Linked DNA regions of Mus musculus: region 2 is linked to region 1. Evidence: chromatin contacts called from public promoter capture Hi-C data. All regions are on one chromosome and are shown on one strand. The core of a region is the stretch at or near the end of the contact, and the rest is flanking DNA. Distances in the headings are between cores, read along the strand shown.

Region 1 (3,606 bases), core at 281-2,780:
CTACAATTAAAGGCATGTGCCACTACTATAAATGCATTGGTTCGCCTTCCATAGACTTTATTTGAATAAACCATAGGGTATGGGACTGTTGTGTAAATTTTCTCAAGACTGAAACATTCCACCCTGCAAAGAAGTTCCTTAAGCAAGAAGGTAAACAACTCAAAATAGCTTCAGGAAATCCCAGAAACTGACCAGACTCATAGGCCCCTCCCTGAATGAATAAACAATAGAGACTGTTGGGAAGAGTCCTCCTGAGACTCCCAGAACAGAGCTGCTGTGAGGACTCATTAAAGGTCTGCATAGGAGACTCTTAGACAAAACAAGCTGTGAAGAAAACTTAAACCACCAGAGAAGCTGCCTGCAGGAAGTGAACTCTAAGCTCCACTTAGGAGGAAGTTTAGACCAACTGAGCCACCTGGAAAGAACACTCCCTAACCTATTGAGCTGCCTGTAGGTGTGCAGTGAGCTCCAGGTTCCCAGCTTTGTGAGCTGTCACCCATGCTAGGTGGGCTTTGGTGATGCAGTTGCCTTTGAGTCGTTTCCCATATTCCTGTAAGTAAATCCAATAACCAATACCAATGCAATAAGTAATGCATTGGTTCACCAAGTTGGCCCTTGGTGGTATCTGTTGTAGGCTCCTGGTCAAATGCATACAGAGGACCTGAACAGTTATTTCTGGCATTCTGGAATAGCAGGCTGGTGATAGGAGAAGCTAATCAGAACTCTAAAGAAGGGAGCTTAAGTTTTAGCATAGGAATATAATTTGGTTATTAGAAATCACATTTCTAGTCTGGGCATGCTGGTACACACTCACAATCTAGCACTTAAATGGTAGTGGTAGGGGTAGGGGTATTATGAGTTCAAGGCCAACCAATGGCACATGGCAAGATCCTGTCTCAAAGGGGTGGTGGTGGGGAAACCTATGTTTTGTAATGGTTTTGAATCTCTCATTTCAATGACATTGAATAATGGTTATTGTATAGTTAAATGGTGAAACCCCCGGCCCCCCAAAAGAAACAAGATCAAAAAGTTTAGAATGTATATTCATTTGCTGACTCTCAGAAAAGAATGCATGAAAATGCCCCCATTGAGGACATTAGTGTGGCACCACCTGCCTTTAATCCCAGTAGAGGAAGGAGGATCTCTGCGAGTTTGAGGTCAGCCTATGGAGCTAGTTCCAGGACAGACAAGGATACAAGGAATAACCCTGTCTCTAAAATCAACCAAACACACACACACACACACACACACACACACACACACACACACACACACCAAAAACCAAAACCAAAACCAAACCAAACCCCACCAAACTATCTTCAGATAATTTTTCTTTGACTTTCCTCTTTAAAGTCATATATTACTTTTGTAGTCCTTAAAAATAAGTCAACGGAATCTTTATTTACAACATTAAAATGGCTTGGAGTCGAGATCGGTGGTGGAGCACTTGCCTAGCGTGCACAAGGTTCTGGATTTCCTCCTCAATCCCAACCCCCACACTTTGTTTCTTCTCTCAACTGGGTCTGCTGGGAAATTCTCAGATGGAGTCGAACCGCGACCTCATCAGCGGCTGGACTCATACGAGGCTCTCTCCGCCACTGTGGGATGGAGGGAGTCTGTGGACCGCACTCTCCCACAGACAGAGAGCCACACTCGCGTGGGCTCTCGTCGGAAGCATGCAGGGATCGGTTTGGAAACCTGCTGGTTCTACCCTTGCACCCGAGCCTTGCCCTGTTTCCCCTGCCCCGGCTCACCTGCTTTTTTTAGGAACTTCACCTCGTAGGTGTCCGGGGCGCTGGGGCCCACGGGCTGGACAGAGCACTCCCCACCTCCCGAGGCCCGGCTCTGGAAGTATATCTCGAGCTTCCTGTGCGCCTTGGGGATGGACTCCCGCAGCCGTACGAGTAGCGGGGACGGCGGGTCGGGACTGGAAGCCATGGCTATCCGCGTCTGGCTCGTTTGGGGCTCAGGGGCGCTGCACAGACAGGGAAGAGCAAAGGCGAGCCCTGCCCTAAAGACCCGAGAGGCAAAGTTTCAGTTTCGATTCCCCAGAAGGTCCCTCCTTGTTCTCCGCAGAGCCGCCGCCTGTCTTGCTCTGCCATCTCTCAGAGCCATCACCCGGTGAGTAGTTCGCACGCTCGGCGGTGGGCGCTCAGAGGAAGTTTCCCTACGGTGGCAGGTCGCCCTTCTATTCTTGCAGGATCGGAAGTTTGGCGGGAACCCGGATCCCAGGTTCAGGCCTCTCAAGGGTGGAGCGGAATAGAGGGGTAAAGAGTTTCACCTGTTTGTACTTTTTGAAATGATTGTTGTAACTAGTATTTACTGAGATGCGGTTCTGATTTCAAGTGGAGAGAGTTTACCTGCTTGGTGACCTGTACTTTTCCTGTTAGCTGGGCACCTTAGGGATTTTCTGCTCGAGGGCCTTAAGTTAGCGAATAGCACAGATCGGCTTGCTTCCCTGAGTCCCTAGAGAGGGAGGTAACGAGGAACTGAGCACAGAAGCAGTCAGTACCTGTGAACAAAGCAAAAGCCAAAGAGCAGGTTTCAAGAGGTATCTTAAGGGGTTGGGGGAGGGGAGGAAAGTATTCTAGGCTGGGACAGCAGTAGCCTAAAGTCCAGAGGGCTGGGTTCCAGGCCAGGGAGAGGAAGAGGAAGGGTCTGTAAGATCTATAGCGTCAACAGAAATAAAGTGGGGATTATGTGTGTTAATTCTAAAGGTTAACACCATAGTTTAGCTCATAGGTGATGGTTAATCTTGGTTGTCATTTTGACTGCGTCTGGAATCAGCTAAAACCCCAGCTAGCTGGGTAGTGCTTGTGAGCGATTTTCTTGATTGGGTCTTTTGAGACTGGAAGACCCGCCCTAAATCTGGGTCACGCGTCCTGGTAGCAGCCTATATAAAAGGACAAGGAAAAAGGAAGTTTTGCTTTTGGCCTGCTTGCCTCAAGACAGACAAGTGCACCCCAAAGCAACCTCTCAGCTGCAGCCTCCAAGGAACCTTAGAGGTCTTTCTTGTGTGAAAGCAATACTGCCCTCTGCAGGCTCCCCGGATCCTGTCCGGCCAGTTTGGGGTTAGTATTCGAGTGACTCCTGGATGGGCATGGCCAGCTGTGCTCTCGTGTTGTACAGTGTTTTTCTACTGCAAAGACATTACAGATCATCCCAGAGACTATTGTAAGTGTTAGTCATGAGTCTAACATTTCATAATTTTAGTTTTTAGGCTACTAGGTTAAAATCATGAGAAAGTGCGATTTCCCAGAGCTTCAGATTTTTATCCAGACATCCTTAGGTCAGAGTTGTTTATCACAGATTCAGAACACAGCCCGTGCAGGTTCAAGCAGTTTCCTCAGTCTTCACACGCCCGGTGGGACGCACCACTGTTGAGAAGGCTGCTCCTTAGGTGGTTTGCCTGGTCTCAGCACTTTGTTACCATTTTCTAAGTGTACCAACACCTTCAAGACCTCACTTCTGTAAAGCGTTTCCTATTCCAGCCCCTCCAGCCCCCCCCCCCCCCACTCCAACTAAAATTCCCTGAAGGTAAACAGTATTAATGCTATAATCACATGGTCATCCTCACCATTGACATGAAAAACTCTAAACAGCAGA
Region 2 (3,618 bases), core at 790-3,289, 2.4 Mb after region 1:
CTTGGCACATGGGGAGTGGAATTATTCTGAGGTGTGGCCCAGTTGGAGTAGGTATGGCCTTATTGAAGGAAGTTTTGTCAGTTTGTAGGTGGGCTTTGAGGTCCTCTATGCTCAAGCTCCACCCAGTGTGACACAGAGTCTCTCCCTGTAGCCTGTGGATCAGCATGTATATATAACTCTCAGCTCTGTCCCCAGCATCATATCAGCCTGGATGCTGCCATGCTTCCCGCCATGACAATGATGGACTAAACCTCTGAACTGTAAGCCAGCCTCAGTGAAATGTTTTCCTTTTAAGAGTTGTCCTGGTCATGGTGTCTGTTCACAGCAATAAGATCCTAAGATGGAAGTGTTGTACTGGCTAGTTTTGTGTGTCAATTTGAGTTTAGAGTCATCAGAGAGGAAAGGGCGTCAGTTCAGAAAATGCCTCCATGAGATCCAGACGTAAGGCCTTTTCTCAATTAGTGATCAGTAGGGGAGGGCCCATCCCATGGTAGGTGGTGCCATTTCTGGGCTGGTGGTCCTGTGTTCTATAAGAAAGGAGGCTGAGCAAGCCATGGAGGGCAAGCCATGAAGAGCAAGCCACAGAGAGCAAGCAACAATATCCAAGGCCTCTGCATCAGCTCCTGCCTCCAGTTTCCTGCTCTGCTTGAGTTCCTGTCCTGGCTTCCTTTGGTGATGAACAGCAATGTAGAAGTGTAAGCTAAATAAACCCTTTCCCTCCCAACTTGCTTTTTGATCATGATGTTTTGTCCCAGCAATAGAAAAGCTAACTAAGAGAGCATGCAGTCGGTAATTACACAGCCCAATCCAAGAAAACAGGTTTTCAGAAGAGATTCTGGAGATCCAAAGGAAATACCATAAGGCTGAAAATTATGCAGGGCTCAGGTGACAGCCTGTTTCTACAGAGGGAAAAAATCAGAAAAAGAAAGCATCGTGCTTAAATGGTTGCACTTGTTGTGGTATAAATCCAGTAGTCTAGTTAACACTTTTATACATAATACTGTGTACAGTATTGTAATAGGCTCAAGAGGATGACAGACATGTGTGAACCAGAACTTAAGGTCTGGAGAGGAAGACCACAAATGGAAAATCAGGGCATAACATAAACCGGAATTTAATTGGTCCTAGGGGAATGGGTGCACTGAGTTTATCAACAATGTTTTGATTAACAGAAGGTTGGAGAAAGAGGGGAGGAGGAAGAGGAGGAAACCACTGAAAACAAACATGAAGCCAACTGGAACCTCTTTACCCAGAACCCCAAATTTGGATTTGTCAGAACCTGGGGCAGGAAAATCACTATCACTTTCACTGGACATGTGTGTTTGAATGCATTGCGTGCCTCTCCAGCTCTGCAAATCACTTCACACTTTCTTTCTTTCTTTCTTTCTTTTTTTTTTTTTTTTTTTTTTTTTTTGGTTTTTTTCAAGACAGGGTTTCTCTGTGTAGCCCTGGTTGTCCTGGAACTCACTTTGTAGACCAGGCTGGCCTCGCACTCAGAAATTCACCTGCCTCTGCCTCCCAAGTGCTGGGATTAAAGGCATGCACCACCCGGCTCACTTCACACTTTTATGAATGTGCACCTGAATGATTGAAACCAGACTAGGTTTCAGGAAGATTAAATTATCAGAGGGAAAAGGGGTGACCCCCGTCTGGCACTTGGAGAAGCTGCGCACACCTGTGGCTTCCGAAGTGCTGCAGAGCGCGTGGCCCACAGCGTACTTGGGACTTAGGGCTCCCACCTGTGCGGTCCAGAGCCAGAGGGTTTGTCCTGGAGCTTGTTTTTTAGCACACCCTACCAGGTTACATTAGCTCCCAGGAGGAGTGGGCAGTCCTTACCGTACAGGTAATCGTACGTTCGATTGGCGAATCCGCCCTTGGCCCTCCGCACCTCTCTGCATTGATACGGAATCCTCTGATCATTGGGCCTGGGTTCCTGGATGGTCACTGTCTGGCTCATGGTGCTGCCTTTTTCCCTCCCGCCAGCAGAAAAACAGCTATGGGAGGCTTGGTAGCTGTGTACACCGTAGCTATGGCAACCGCAGAAGCACGCAGGGATAAGGGGCGGGGCGAGTTTCAGGAGGCGGGGAGGCGGGGCGGAGAAGTGAAAGGGCAGGGGGAAAGGCTCTGGGGGCAGTTTGAAGAGGCAGAAAGGAGCGACAGAGTAGATTTTGGGATACAGGGTGAACAAACCTGGCAGAATGAAGAGGCAAGACGTGGGGCGACCTGAGGAGCTGGGTACTGGAAGGGAATAGTCAAGAGAAAGGGAAAATCTAGCATGGAAAGAAGCAGGGCCAGGAAGAAGAGGCTAAGGGATAGGGATTCTGCCCAATAGAGCTGACGTCAGATGCTGGGGAAAGGGCTACTTGAGAAAACCAAGAGCTATTTGCTAGTGACCGCCCTTGCCGCCAGTATCTTCTAGAAATCCATGGGAAATCTCTTCACCTGCTAGAATTGGGTACTTTCATTTCTTCTTTTCCTTTCCCTTTCCTTTTCCTTCTTTTCTTTCTTTCTTTCTTTCTTTCTTTCTTTCTTTCTTTCTTTCTTTCTTTCTTTCTTTCTTTCTCCTTCCTTCCTTTCTTCCTTTCTTTCTTTCTTTCCTTCTTTCTTTTTGGTTTTTCGAGACAGGGTTTCTCTGTGTAGCTCTGGCTATCCTGGAACTCACTTTGTAGACCAGGCTGTCCTCGAACTCAGAAATCCCGCCTGCCTCTGCCTCCCAAATGCTGGGATTAAAGGCGTGCACCACCAAGCCTGGCGGTACTTTCATTTCTGAAAGCCTCTTTCCACAAGGTGGAGAAATCCAAGTTCCTGTGTGTTGGGCCTTGGAGCAGTATAAAAGCGGACATTGGCTTCTGTAATAGGAACTCTATCTCCAGGCTGCTGCTCTTGGTATTATGGTGCATGCGTAGTCTCTGCTTTAAATAGATAAATAAATAAATAAATCCTGCAATGAAAACTAGAGAGGCAGAAATGGGTCAGCTTTTGCCCATGATCCATTCTTCTTTTAAAAAGAAATTTCATAGTATCATTTTACCTTAAAATTAGCCAACGCCTCGAACTAATATTGTTCATTTATTTATTCATTCATTATTTTTGTGGCATTGGGAATTGAATTTAGGGTCTCACATATGCTATAAGCACTCTACTACTGAGATACACACTAGTCCAAAATAATCTCGCTATTATCACTAACAAAGTTAATTCTAATCTTTTTTTTTAAGATTTATTTATTATTATATGTAAGTACACTGTAGCTGTCTTCAGACACCCCAGAAGAAGGCATCAGATCTCATTAGGGATGGTTGTGAGACACCATGTGGTTGCTGGGATTTGTACTCAGGACCTTCGGAAGAGCAATCAGTGCTCTTAACCGCTGAGCCATCTCTCCAGCCCAATTCTAATCATGTTGAGAGAACTCTACACAGGGGCTGATTCCCTTTGTCTTATAAGGGAGGGGCCACTGTCTGTCCTTGACTCTGAGTAGGAAAGAGTGATGGGTGATAGAGACAGTGATAGAGACAGTGTTGCCCTTTAAGCCAAAGGGAGTGAGACATTCTTAGTTCTTGTCCTTAAGAATTTTGTACTATTTGGTCTTTTTCACATTGCCCATGGGAAATGAGA

The links. Promoter capture Hi-C pulls out the DNA fragments that hold promoters and counts their contacts.
Region 2: a promoter capture Hi-C map of liver shows a contact between it and region 1, with 2.9 times the contacts expected there. The contact joins the promoter of Maats1 here to the promoter of Parp9 in region 1. A contact is called at or near these places in 3 of 39 promoter capture datasets (liver and pre-B cells).

Annotation. Positions count from the first base shown.
Region 1 is chr16:35,936,940-35,940,545 of GRCm38.p6, forward strand. It overlaps Parp9 (poly (ADP-ribose) polymerase family, member 9), which reads left to right and starts at 1,531. Exons shown (of 11, transcript NM_030253.3): 1 at 1,531-2,121. Dtx3l (deltex 3-like, E3 ubiquitin ligase) reads right to left here and starts at 2,088. Exons shown (of 5, transcript NM_001013371.2): 1 at 1,755-2,088. The coding sequence starts at 1,938.
Region 2 is chr16:38,339,821-38,343,438 of GRCm38.p6, forward strand. It overlaps Maats1 (MYCBP-associated, testis expressed 1), which reads right to left and starts at 2,040. Exons shown (of 17, transcript NM_001081025.1): 1 at 1,837-2,040. The coding sequence starts at 1,957.